Linked DNA regions of Mus musculus: region 2 is linked to region 1. The links are chromatin contacts, called in public HiChIP or PLAC-seq maps. All regions are on one chromosome and are shown on one strand. The core of a region is the stretch at or near the end of the contact, and the rest is flanking DNA. Distances in the headings are between cores, read along the strand shown.

Region 1 (5,190 bases), core at 320-2,819:
TTTCCTTAACCACAATTATGGCTTATGGTCTCCCACAGAGCTAAGGGTCTCTCTTGGAATTCCCTCAGCCCTCTGAACTATCCTTTAGTATCTCCCGACCTCACAGCTCAACCTCAGGGGTCCCCTATACCTTAATATAGCCTTTGGGAGGGTCCTTCAAACCCTTATTCTATAGGGCCTTCCCAACCACCTTATCCACATAACCCTCCAGCTCTCTTTTGGAGTCCTCTTCCTTCTCCTTCTCCTTCTTCTTCTTTTTTTGTTTTTCGAGACAGGGTTTCTCTGTGTAGCCCTGGCTGTCCTGGAACTCACTTTGTAGACCAGACTGGCCTCGAACTCAGAAATCCACCTGCCTCTGCTTCCCAAGTGCTGGGATTAAAGGCGTGCGCCATCACCGCCCAGCTCTGGGGTCCTCTTCTAACTCCTGTGAAGGACTCAGCACCTTGAGTTATCTTTTGGGGTCTCCCGACACCAACTTTTCAGTGTTCCCAAATTCCTTTAATTTTATCAGAGGGGGGCGTCTCCCCGACACCCAGGCTCTACTTAGGGTCCCTCTAACATCTGAACTATCCTTTAGTGTCCCTCAGTCTCCTGATTTGATGGTCACCTTAATTCCTGAAATCTGGAGAATCCCACAACCTCCAAAATTATCATTTGAAGACTCCTTGACCCCAAACTCCACTTAGGAAGCTCCAACATCCTGATCTGTTCTTTGTGATCTCCTCATCCCTGCGCTTTTACTAGATAACCCCAGCACCCTAATCTTTCGGGGTACCTCTCAGATCCCCGCGTTATCCCATGCGGTCTCTCTGAGTTGTAATCTATACTTTGGGGTTCCTCGGCACCCATAACCTAATTTATTTGACCTATGTATTCTTTAGGGTGTCTCAGCATCCTTAATCTATTTTACAGGGTTTCCATTACCTGTGATCTAGCTTTTAGAATTCAACTCCCCAGAGCAACTCTATGGGGTCTCTCTGCTCTATAATCTATTCTTTGGAGATCCCTCAGTTTCACCATTCTAATACTTAGGGTTCACAAGGACCCTGGTCCATTTTTGTAATCTCCCTGGTACTTAGAATCTATGAGAGATCTCTCAGCACCCCTAATTATCCTACATTACCTTCCTGACTTCAAGGATCCACTTAAGGGTCTTCAACACCCTGATTTATCATTTCAGGGTCTCTCAGTCCGGTGAGTTATCCTATGGGATGCCCCTGACCCGTGAACCTTCATTTAGGGTTTCTCTGGCTCGTGAGTTATCACCTTGGGTCCCTTCAGTTACCCATGGGCTGCCTTTGGGGCGACCCCCCAGCACCCCGGCTCTCCTCTAAAGTCCCGGCCCGGCCGGTCCGGCACCCCGGCCTCCCTCGCTCTGGGCCTGGCCCGGCTCCACAGCCTCACCCGATTTCGTCGGCGCCCGCGCTGTTCATGGCGCCCCGTCCCGGCCCGCTGCGCCCCGCTCCTCCGGAAGGTCACCGCTCGTCCCTCCCCGCAGCCGCGGCCCGGATCTGCGCAACGGCGGCGGCGCTGAGCCTCCTCCCTCCGCGCCAACGGTCGCTGCGCGTCCCCGCGCCTCCGCGCCTCCGCCCTGCGCACGCCCGGGCGCGCTCCCGCACGGGGCCTCCGGGGGCGGGGCCAGGGGCGCGCCGCGCGTGCGTGCCCGCTTGCGAGAGGGACGCAGAGCTCTGCGCCTGCGCAACACGGACAACCGAGACATGCGTTTCCGCCCTGTCGAATCTAATCCTTCTGGGAAATGCAGTCCTCTGCATTATCTGGCCTTCAGAAGGCGCGCGGAGGGAGACAGCCACGTGCGTGCGTACGCGTGCATGCGGCGCCGGGCGTTCATGGCGCGCGCAGGCGCAGACGCGGGTTCCCCTTTATCCACTCGCGAATCTTGGTCTTGCGTGGGGGCTTGCGAGGGGAAAAAGTCTAAGATGCCCCTCAGAGGCCGGTGCATAAAGCAGGCTGCACGTTCATGCTCTGAACTGTGTCACCTCCCGCTCTTCCTTTTTCGCAGATGATACACTGGGTCACAAAGGCTGACTCACCTGTCCAAGGTCATTCAGTTAAGGCTCGATTGGGTTCAAAGTAAAAATTAACCAAGTTCAATAGTTACTAAGAAAAAGTAAAAACAAAAAAACATTGTCCCTAGTACCACTAACATGGACAGCCACACTCTTACTACTATCTATTGTCTGCAGCTGACTTCTCACTTGGATAATCTGCCTTTCCTCTCATAACCAGTTCCCTGTCTCAAAAAGGTATATAAAGCTGGGCAGTGGTGGCGCACACCTTTAAACCCAGCATTTGGGAGGCAGAGGCAGGTGGATTTCTGAGTTCAAGGCCAGCCTGGTCTACAGAGTGAGTCCCAGGACAGGCAGGGCTACACAGAGAAACCCTGTCTCGAGAAAACAAAACAAACAATAATAATAATAATAATAATAATAATAATAACAACAACAACAACAACAACAACAACATAATAAGTAAGTGAATAAAACGATGTAATGGCTCAGTTTGTTGAGCATCTTTCTAGGCTAAAGAGCTGGGTTCCATCCCCAGACTACTTAAAACAGTCATGGCAGTGCAAACCTGTCATCCCAGCGCTCAGGTTGGAGAGGAAGACTGGGAATTCAAGGTCAGCCTCCCTTGGTCAGCTATATAGTGAACTAGAAGCCAGCTGAGGTACACAAGACTTTCTCAAACAAAAACCAAAACATACATACAAGCAAACAAACAAAGCCTGAAGCAGGGCAGTATTGGTGCACACTTTTAAACCCAGCACTTGGGAGGCAGAGACAGGCTGATCTCTGTGAATTAAGTACAGCTAATATACAGAGTGAGTTCCAGGACAGCCAGGACTACACAGAGAAACCCTGTCTAAAAGGAGAAGGAGAAGGAGAAGAAGAAAAAGAAGAGAAGGAGGAGGAGGAAAAGGAGGAGGAGAAGGAGGAGGAGAAGAAGGAGGAGGAGAAGAAGAAGAAGAAGAAGAAGAAGAAGAAGAAGAAGAAGAAGAAGAAGAAGAAGAAGAAGAAGAAGAAGACGACGACTTTGAATTTGAGAGTGACCTGGGTCCTAGTCTCTATGTCAGTAGAACATAATATAATAACAGCAAAGTATAACAAGCAACAATTCATTTCTGTGCTGGGTATAACAGCTCAGATTATAAAAAACAGTCCAAAGCTTTTGTTTGGAGACAGAGTCTTCCTATGTAGCCCCAATTGTCCTGGAACTCATAGAGATCTTGCTGTCGCTGACTCTGGAGTGCTGAGATGACAAAGCTACCCATTTTCTGCTTTAATTAGACCACATGAGATCATCAGAAGGCCACTCAGAGGAGTGGCGCAGTGGACCTAGAATTCAGTGGGGGAAGTGCTCTCCTGGCAGGCACAATGCCCAAGACCCTTCATGAGCTGCAGAAACCGGGCATAGCAGTACACATTGTTGATCCTGGCACTGGAGAGGTGGAGGAGGCAGGATCTGGAATTCGAGGTCATCCTTAGCTGTGTGAGAGTTTGAAGCTATCTTGGGCTACATGAGAACCTGTTTCTTCCAGAAGACCAAAGTTTGATTGTCAGGACCCAAGTGGGAAATCACAATGCCAGTGACTGCGCCTCAGGTGGTGCACAGGGATGAGACACCAAGTACATTAAAAAATAAAAAACAGCGGGGCGTGGTGGCGCAGGCCTTTAATCCCAGCACTCGGGAGGCAGAGGCAGGTGGGTTTCTGAGTTTGAGGCCAGCCTGGTCTACAAAGTGAGCTCCAGGACAGCCAGAGCTATAAAGAGAAACCCTGTCTCGACAAACCAAAAAATAAAATAAATAAAAAAACAAACCAAAACTCCCAAAAGTGCTAACTGTTGCGGTTCTAAATTGGAGCCCTGGTCTCCACTCCTGTTTTTAGCAGTTTTCCCCACCTGTAAAATGAGGGCACCAACAGTTATTGCTGTAACATCTTCTAAGGATTAAGAGTGTCACTGCTTTTCCAGCAGTTCTTAGAAAAATCATCAGATCGCTACACCTAACATGTCCAAGTGACCCAGTAGTAAGCTAGAGCTGCTGAATGACAGGTATGGATTAGAGCAGCTGAGAGAGGGCCGGCTTCTTGGACCTCACCAGGCCAATGAATGTCTAAACTTGAGGCATTCAGCCAGGCATGGTGGCATACGCCTTTAAATCCCAGCAGTTCAGAGGTAGAATCAGGCAGAAATCTGTGAGTTCGCGGCCAACTTGTTCTCAATAGCAAGCTCCAGGCCAGTCAGGAGCTCCTGTCTCTAAATAAACGGATAAATAGAAATAAAAAAATCAACTTGGGCCGGGCCTGGTGGCGCACGCCTTTAATCCCGGCACTGGGGAGGCAGAGGCAGGTGGAGTTCTGAGTTCGAGGCCAGCCTGGTCTACAGCGTGAGTTCCAGGACAGCCAGGGCTACACAGAGAAACCCTATCTCGAAAAACCTAAAAAAAAAAAAAAAAAAGAATCAACTTAGAGGAGCATCGTGGACGACACGCTGAGATCAGGAAGTTTCACAGCCTCTTCAAACAGTAAATCCAGTACCCTTGCGAGCCAGCCAGGCAAATGCAGAAAGTCAAGCCTCATTCCAAATGTGGTGCCAGGGAGCTTGCCCCGCCCCTCCAGAAGCCACAACAGTGCACGTGCCAGCATATGGTACTCTCCATGGCACTGGGACCACTGGTAGTCTCTAAACGTCCCTCCTTGCACCGCAGGCACTTCACCCCTCATGGCTCCAACTTCCTGCCTAGATAACTTGGCCCCGCCCAGGTCCGCAGGCTCCGCCCCATTCATAGTAAAAGGATGGACTCAGCTGGACTCCACAATTACCCTATCCTCAGGCCCCGCCTCCTTGGCGCCAGCCTCAGCTCTAGCGGAAAGCTAGGCCCCGGATCCTGTTTTGCCTCTACCAGGCTGGGCCCCACCCGTGAAAGAAGACTAGGCTTCGCCAGTAGCAGAACGCTTGGATTTCATCCTATCCCATAAACACCTACCCCATGGCTCTGTCCTCATCCGTAGCAGAAGGCTGGACACCACGGTCTCAGCCGGCTGGCCCCGTTCCTTAGTTTCGTCTCTCATACTTAGCAGAATGGTGACCCCACCCCATTGCTCCGGCCCCGCCCCTAGCAGAAGGCTGGACTCTGTCCTACCATACAGGCTCCATCCTGTATGGCTCC
Region 2 (5,697 bases), core at 321-2,820, 230 kb before region 1:
ACGCGCACACACGGAGCCACGCGAGGGCTGTTTTAGTTTAGCACCCTATGTCTACATCAGCCTCAAAGACACTAGACACCCTACACAGTCCCTAAAAGAATAGGGACGGAAACAATAATTGTATTTGCCCTCTTTCTATTAGTGACACTCGGCGATGCAGACCCCGGGTCAGCCTCAGAGGCTACAGTTTCCCCCCTCTAGGCTGGCAGGACGCACTAGCCAAGGTCCTTCATCCTGTGCCAACCATGTCCCCCAGGATCGAGCCTCAGGGGCCCTTGTCCCTACCTGCCAGGCGCAGCGCCGACATGCGCTGGAACTCCGGCTCCTGCAGCCACTTCCACATCCTGCGGAAGGTCTCGCGGCCGGATTTGAGCTTGCTCCAGGGCTTCGGGTTGCGCAGCAGGTCGGAGAGCGTGCCCTGCGAGCGGCACAGGATGCGCTGCGCGAAGATGGCCTGCGGGATGCTGTAGCGCTTCAGCTCGGCGGTGATGCGCTGGGCCACCTCTTTGGTGTTGATCTCTTCGGCTGCAGCGCCGGCTCCCGGGCCGCCGCTGCCGCCGCCAGCGCCACCGCCCCCTCCGGGGCCACCGCCGCCTGAGTGAGGCCCGTGCGCCCCGGCCGCAGCCAGCCCGCCCAGCGGAGCCAGCAAACCCGCGGCCGCCCCGCCGGCCGCCCCGCCGCCTCCCGCGCCGCCGCCGCCTCCAGGCAGCCCTCGGGCCAGCGCGTCCTCTGCGCGCCCCAGAAGCGCCGCGTGTGGCTCGAAGGCGGCAGGTGGCAGTAGTTTGTCCCCGGCCAGGTGGCCCGGAGCCCCGTAAGCGGCGAGCGGTGGCGGCGGCGGCGGCTGCGGGGCGCTGTGCAGAGCGGGGGGCAGCGCGCTGGGCAGCGGCGACAGTGGCGACCCCATGGTGGGCAGCTCCTTGCCATAAGGCCCGTAGAGGTGGCCCACCGAGGCCAGCGCCGCCCGCTCGTCGCGCATGAGGGTGAAGCTGCCGCTCACGCTGGCCGCCAGGCGCTGCGGAGGGGGCGGTGGCGGCGCGGTGGCCGGGTGAGGGTGAGCGTGTGGATGGCCTCCGTGCGCCCCAGCCACCGCGTGCTGGTGGAACTTATCGGCCACGGCGGCCAGCGGCGGCAGGTGCTGCAAGGGCGTGAGCGTGGTGTAGGTGCCACCCAAACCTGGGGCCTCGCACGCCATACCCATGGCCGGGTGCAGGGGGCCAGCCAGCTCCCCACGGAAGTCAGGGCCACCACCCGCGGCCCCTGCAGCCCCCGCGCCCCCGGCGCCCCCGCCCCCGGCGCCACCACCGTCCAGCAGGCTAGCCATGCCGGCCACCAGGCCTGGGCGCCCCGATGCCACTAGGCTTCGGTGTTGGGCCGCGGCGGAGCGCGCGTGGCCCGGGCTCAGCAGCTCGCCGGCTTGCGCGTGTGTCACCCCGTGCAGCCCCCCGAGGCTCTCCAAGCTCAACTCCATCCTGGGTGTCCTCTTCGTGTGTGCTCAAGGCCGCAGCATGGTCCCCACGCACTGGCCGACGCTCCTGGTGGCGGCGGCTGCTACTGTCCCGCTTGTTCAGTGCTCTCGCTCGGCTTCGGCTGCTGCGAGCAGCGGCCACCAGGATGTGGCGGGGCGGCCGCCGCCGGCGCCCCGGCCCGGGTCTGACGTCAGCGCCCCCGCCCATCGCTCCGCCTGCACCCGCCAAACCCCTTGGAGCACCAGGCTGGCTTCTTGGGTCTCCCCATTCTCCTTGCCCTGAGAAGAACCTGAGGGATTGGGGTGGGGGACCGCTAGTCCTGGCTCTGTGTGAGTGTGAGTGAGTGTGTGTGTGTGTTCTCATATCAGCGTCTTTGATTCTCTGTCCTGTACATTCCCCCTTCTGCCCCTACCCGCCCCCAGTTCCTGAAGTGTGGCTACAAACGCCCCCCAACTCTGTTGACACTCTCAGAAAGATGGGCTGTTTTCCCCGTATGCACACAAAGATTTCAAAACCTCTTTTGGGATGAAGTGGGGCTATTAGTAGGTCCCCAGAACAATCACACATTGGCCTCAAGCACAAGGAAAAGCAGGCATTTGGGCATTTGGGCCTCTGTTTCTTCAATTGTGCAATGTAATTGCCCTGCAGAAATCTTTCTTAACAGGGACTTTAGTGGTTTTTAGGCCCAGGATTGGGAAGACAGAGGCAGGTGGATCGTTAATTTGGAGGCTAGCCTGGTCTATGTAGCAAGTTCCAGTCAGGCAAGGGCTTTATAGTGAGTCTTTGCATCAAAGCAAACATAAATTCCTCCAAGGTCCGGTGTAGTGGCACATGCCTTTAATCTCGGCACTTGGGAGGCAGAGGCAGGTGGATTTCTGAGTTCAAGGTCAGCCTGGTCTACAGAACTGGATTCAAGGACAGTCAGGGCTACACATGGAAAAGATGACAGAGAGGGGGGGAAGAGAGAGGGGAAAATTCCTCCTAAGTCCCGTGTAATTGGCTACTTCCTGTCCCCAATATCTCTGGGGTCTAAGGATGTCTTGTCTGAGACTGGTCATCTCTAGACCAGCTTGGGTTTGGGGTTTTTTTTTTTTTTTCAGACTGAGATAGCTAGCCTAGGATCTCTCTCTCTCTCTCTCTCTCTCTCTCTCTCTCTCTCTCTCTCTCTCTCTCTCTCTCTCCCTTTCCCACCTGCAGACAGTGAAGGGGGACAGAAGGGGTACATGGATGGCACCCTACAGGCACAAAGCACCTGGGAACAAGACCCCTTGGGTTTGTGGAGAAGAGATTACCGATTACCAGGGTGGCCATGCCAGACTCTGGGGGGACCTTGTGTTAGGAGGGTGTCTTCACTCAGCCTCAGCCCCTGCCTCCCTTGCCCTGCTCACTGCCAGGGAGGGTTATTGGCATTTGTTCTGGAGCTTGAGTCACCCATGGGCTCTGACGCTCACTCAAGGGATGCCCCCACCAATGGCTTGGGCTATCAGGCTGGAAACAAAGCAAACCAAGAATCTGATGTCCACAGTGCACTGGCTGTGTGACAGGCGTGGTGGTCCATGCCCGGGGCTGCACAGATCCTTTTCTGTTCCTCATTTTCCCCTTTCATGCTGCCCCCCCCCCCCCAGAGAAGAGGATCTTGGAGGAAAGTGAGTGGCATTGTATATGAGCCATTAAGGGGGGGGGTACACAGAGGTCCCTCTCCCAAATCCTTGGGTGGACAGGGCTGAAGGGACTGTTTCAATGTGAACAAGTCAGCATTTATTAAGCTCCAGCTGTTTAACAGTCCTAGAGAGGGAAGAGATCCAGAGCCTATCACTTCTTGCCTGTTGCCATCTTGGTCTCCTGGTTGGGGGTGGGGGTGGGGATAGTGGGGAGTAAAGACTGCAGAGGGGGCCATTAGGGTGAAGCTTGCAGGAGTGGGTACTTTTACCCATCCATCTCCCCCAAGGGGCAGAAGCCTTGGGGTCTTCTGATTTGGGGAGCCTGGACAATTTGGGGCCACAGCCATCTTCCAGATAGAGGAACTGAGGCACACAGAGTGTCTGTTGCACCACTGGGGTTTCCTCCCCAGTGACAAAGAGCTGGGGACAGTTGCTATGGCCAGGATCAGAGTCAAGTCTGCAGTCCCCAAGTCTATCCTACAACATCACAGATAATTAAAAATAATCGTGGGGTGTGGAAATCAATCCACCACCGTCAACCGATAGCATTCAGAGCTCTAGAAAGCAAAGAGCTACAGGGGTTGACTGGGTGTTTAAAAACAGAAAAACAAAAGATGACCATAAACCCTTTCAAATACCAGCCACCCCGGGATTCCTGGGCAGAGGGTTGGGATGATGCAGTCCCCTGCCTTCATTTTTTTTGTTTCAAATGATATCTATAGCCCCCCTCCCCCATGAGCGGAGAATCCATTTTGAAGAAAAAGAGAGGAAGCTGGGGGCTTTGAGATGAGGGGACTCCCTTTTCTCTTGAACAAGAGCAACCTCAGGTGCCACACACTCCCTTGCAGACTGTCCAGACTTAGACAGGGCTTCTCCCGGCATGTGCAGCCTGTGCTTGAGTCTTCTGGGCATGAAGAGCTGGATCTCCACGAGGTCTGCGGTCCCACTGAGAGATGGAGTAAAAACCTAGGGGTCCCTAGGAAACGGACTGTGCCCCCTGAGCCCCAAGAACTGGCCTCCCCCACTTTAGTAATTAGTGAAATAGAATTGAGCGGGGCCACGGGCGAACCGGTGACTGGGGCCAGATCGATCTTGGGTCATTAGCAAATTGAGGGTGGAGGAGGGGTGAGCTGGAGTGGGGCAGGGCATCCCCCATATTTATCCCCGTGGGGACCTAGGCCAACTCAGAGAACCTCTCAGTCGACCTCAGTATCCCCTCTGGGAAAATCAGGGATGGAGTCCAGGAGCCCCTTGGCTGCCTCTGGGGTCTCCAAACGTGCTGGGCTGCGCCTGGCTAATATTCTCCGTCTCTGTGCTAAGCCCACATTTGAGAGAAATCTGAGGCCCAGTTAACCTGAGGGCTGTGAGGGTCGGGATAGCAAGTACAAGCGACAGCGACGTTGGGGACCTGCACGGGCTTCGCAGGAACCCTCAGTCGCCTTCATCCACCCCAGAAGCGCCCTGAAGGCGGGGCTGGAACAGATTACCCCCCCACCCCCCCCCACCCCCCCCCCCCCCGCTCTGGCCCTCCGCCAGTTTGACCTCACCAATGTCCTCGTTTTCGCTTCTCATTTTAGCTAAAAAAATTGATTTGGGGTCTTTAGATGCTTAAAGCTGTTCCTTTGAGGCGGGTGCACCCTAGCCTCTCCCGACAGGCCACTGTTTATTGCCCACCGAAATGAGAGTTTTAAGTCAAGTCCTTTCTTCTCGCCGGTGGGTGGGGTGGGGTGGTGGTGGTTCATAGAAATTCTAGCGACTGCTACCTTCATTCCAGCCTCCCCCAAATCTGCAGGCGCCACAGATCTGAATTCGCCACATCCCACAGCTTCCAGTTCTCCCCTGGTAGACAGAGAAGCGGTGTCCAGCTTGGGTAGTCCCAGGGGTCTCTGTCGGGTGTGGGGTTGCAGGAGAGTACGCCGCACCCCGAGATGCCTGCACGGCCCCGGGCCTGTGACTGCTTCGCTCCTGGCAGCTCCGCGGGGCTGTTCCGCGACAGTTGTGCCCGATCGATCCCCGACGGCCCCGCGTCTCCATCGAATCCCCATCGCTCTGGGCCGCGCGCTGCGCAAACACCCGCTTGTTTGCAGCGGGCCGCGGGGCCTGCGTGAGCACCAGCAAGGATGTCGGGCGTCACTGCACCCTCGACCGCTCAAGTTCCAGGGCGCAATGAGAGGAAGGAACTCCAACAGCCCACTACCCTGTCCTGATTCGGTTTCCTGCCCTGAGAGCAGCCACTCACTCTGGCTGGGGGACCCCAGAGTAGGGAGGGTCCACTGCTGTTCTCTAAGCCACCTGCTGCGCCCTTCCTTGCCTTTTTGCCGTTCCTCCCCCTCCTCCTCTCCGACAGGGTCTCCTGTAGCTGGTGCTGGCCCCCATCCTTGCTCTGGACACTTTAGAGTTGAGTTGCACTGGATGGGTTGGCTCGCAGGATTCAAAGTCGCCTTTGGACCAGATCTGGGGATTCCGCCGCTCCCTCCCCAATTTCTCCACCCTGCGCTGTAGGGAAAATGAACTGTCCTGAGAGAGAGAGAGAGAGAGAGAGAGAGAGAGAGAGAGAGAGAGAGAGAGTG

The links. HiChIP or PLAC-seq counts read pairs in DNA pulled down with a chosen protein or histone mark.
Region 2: an HNF4G HiChIP or PLAC-seq map of pancreatic cancer cells shows a contact between it and region 1. The contact joins the promoter of Onecut3 here to the promoter of Dazap1 in region 1. A contact is called at or near these places in 1 of 15 datasets of contacts at CTCF or cohesin (the NIH/3T3 cell line) and 1 of 115 datasets of contacts at active chromatin or transcription factors (pancreatic cancer cells).

What each region holds. Positions count from the first base shown.
Region 1 is chr10:80,261,393-80,266,582 of GRCm38.p6, reverse strand. Dazap1 (DAZ associated protein 1) reads right to left here and starts at 1,569. Exons shown (of 12, transcript NM_133188.3): 1 at 1,405-1,569. The coding sequence starts at 1,433.
Region 2 is chr10:80,490,779-80,496,475 of GRCm38.p6, reverse strand. Onecut3 (one cut domain, family member 3) reads right to left here and starts at 1,570. Exons shown (of 2, transcript NM_139226.3): 1 at 286-1,570. The coding sequence starts at 1,468.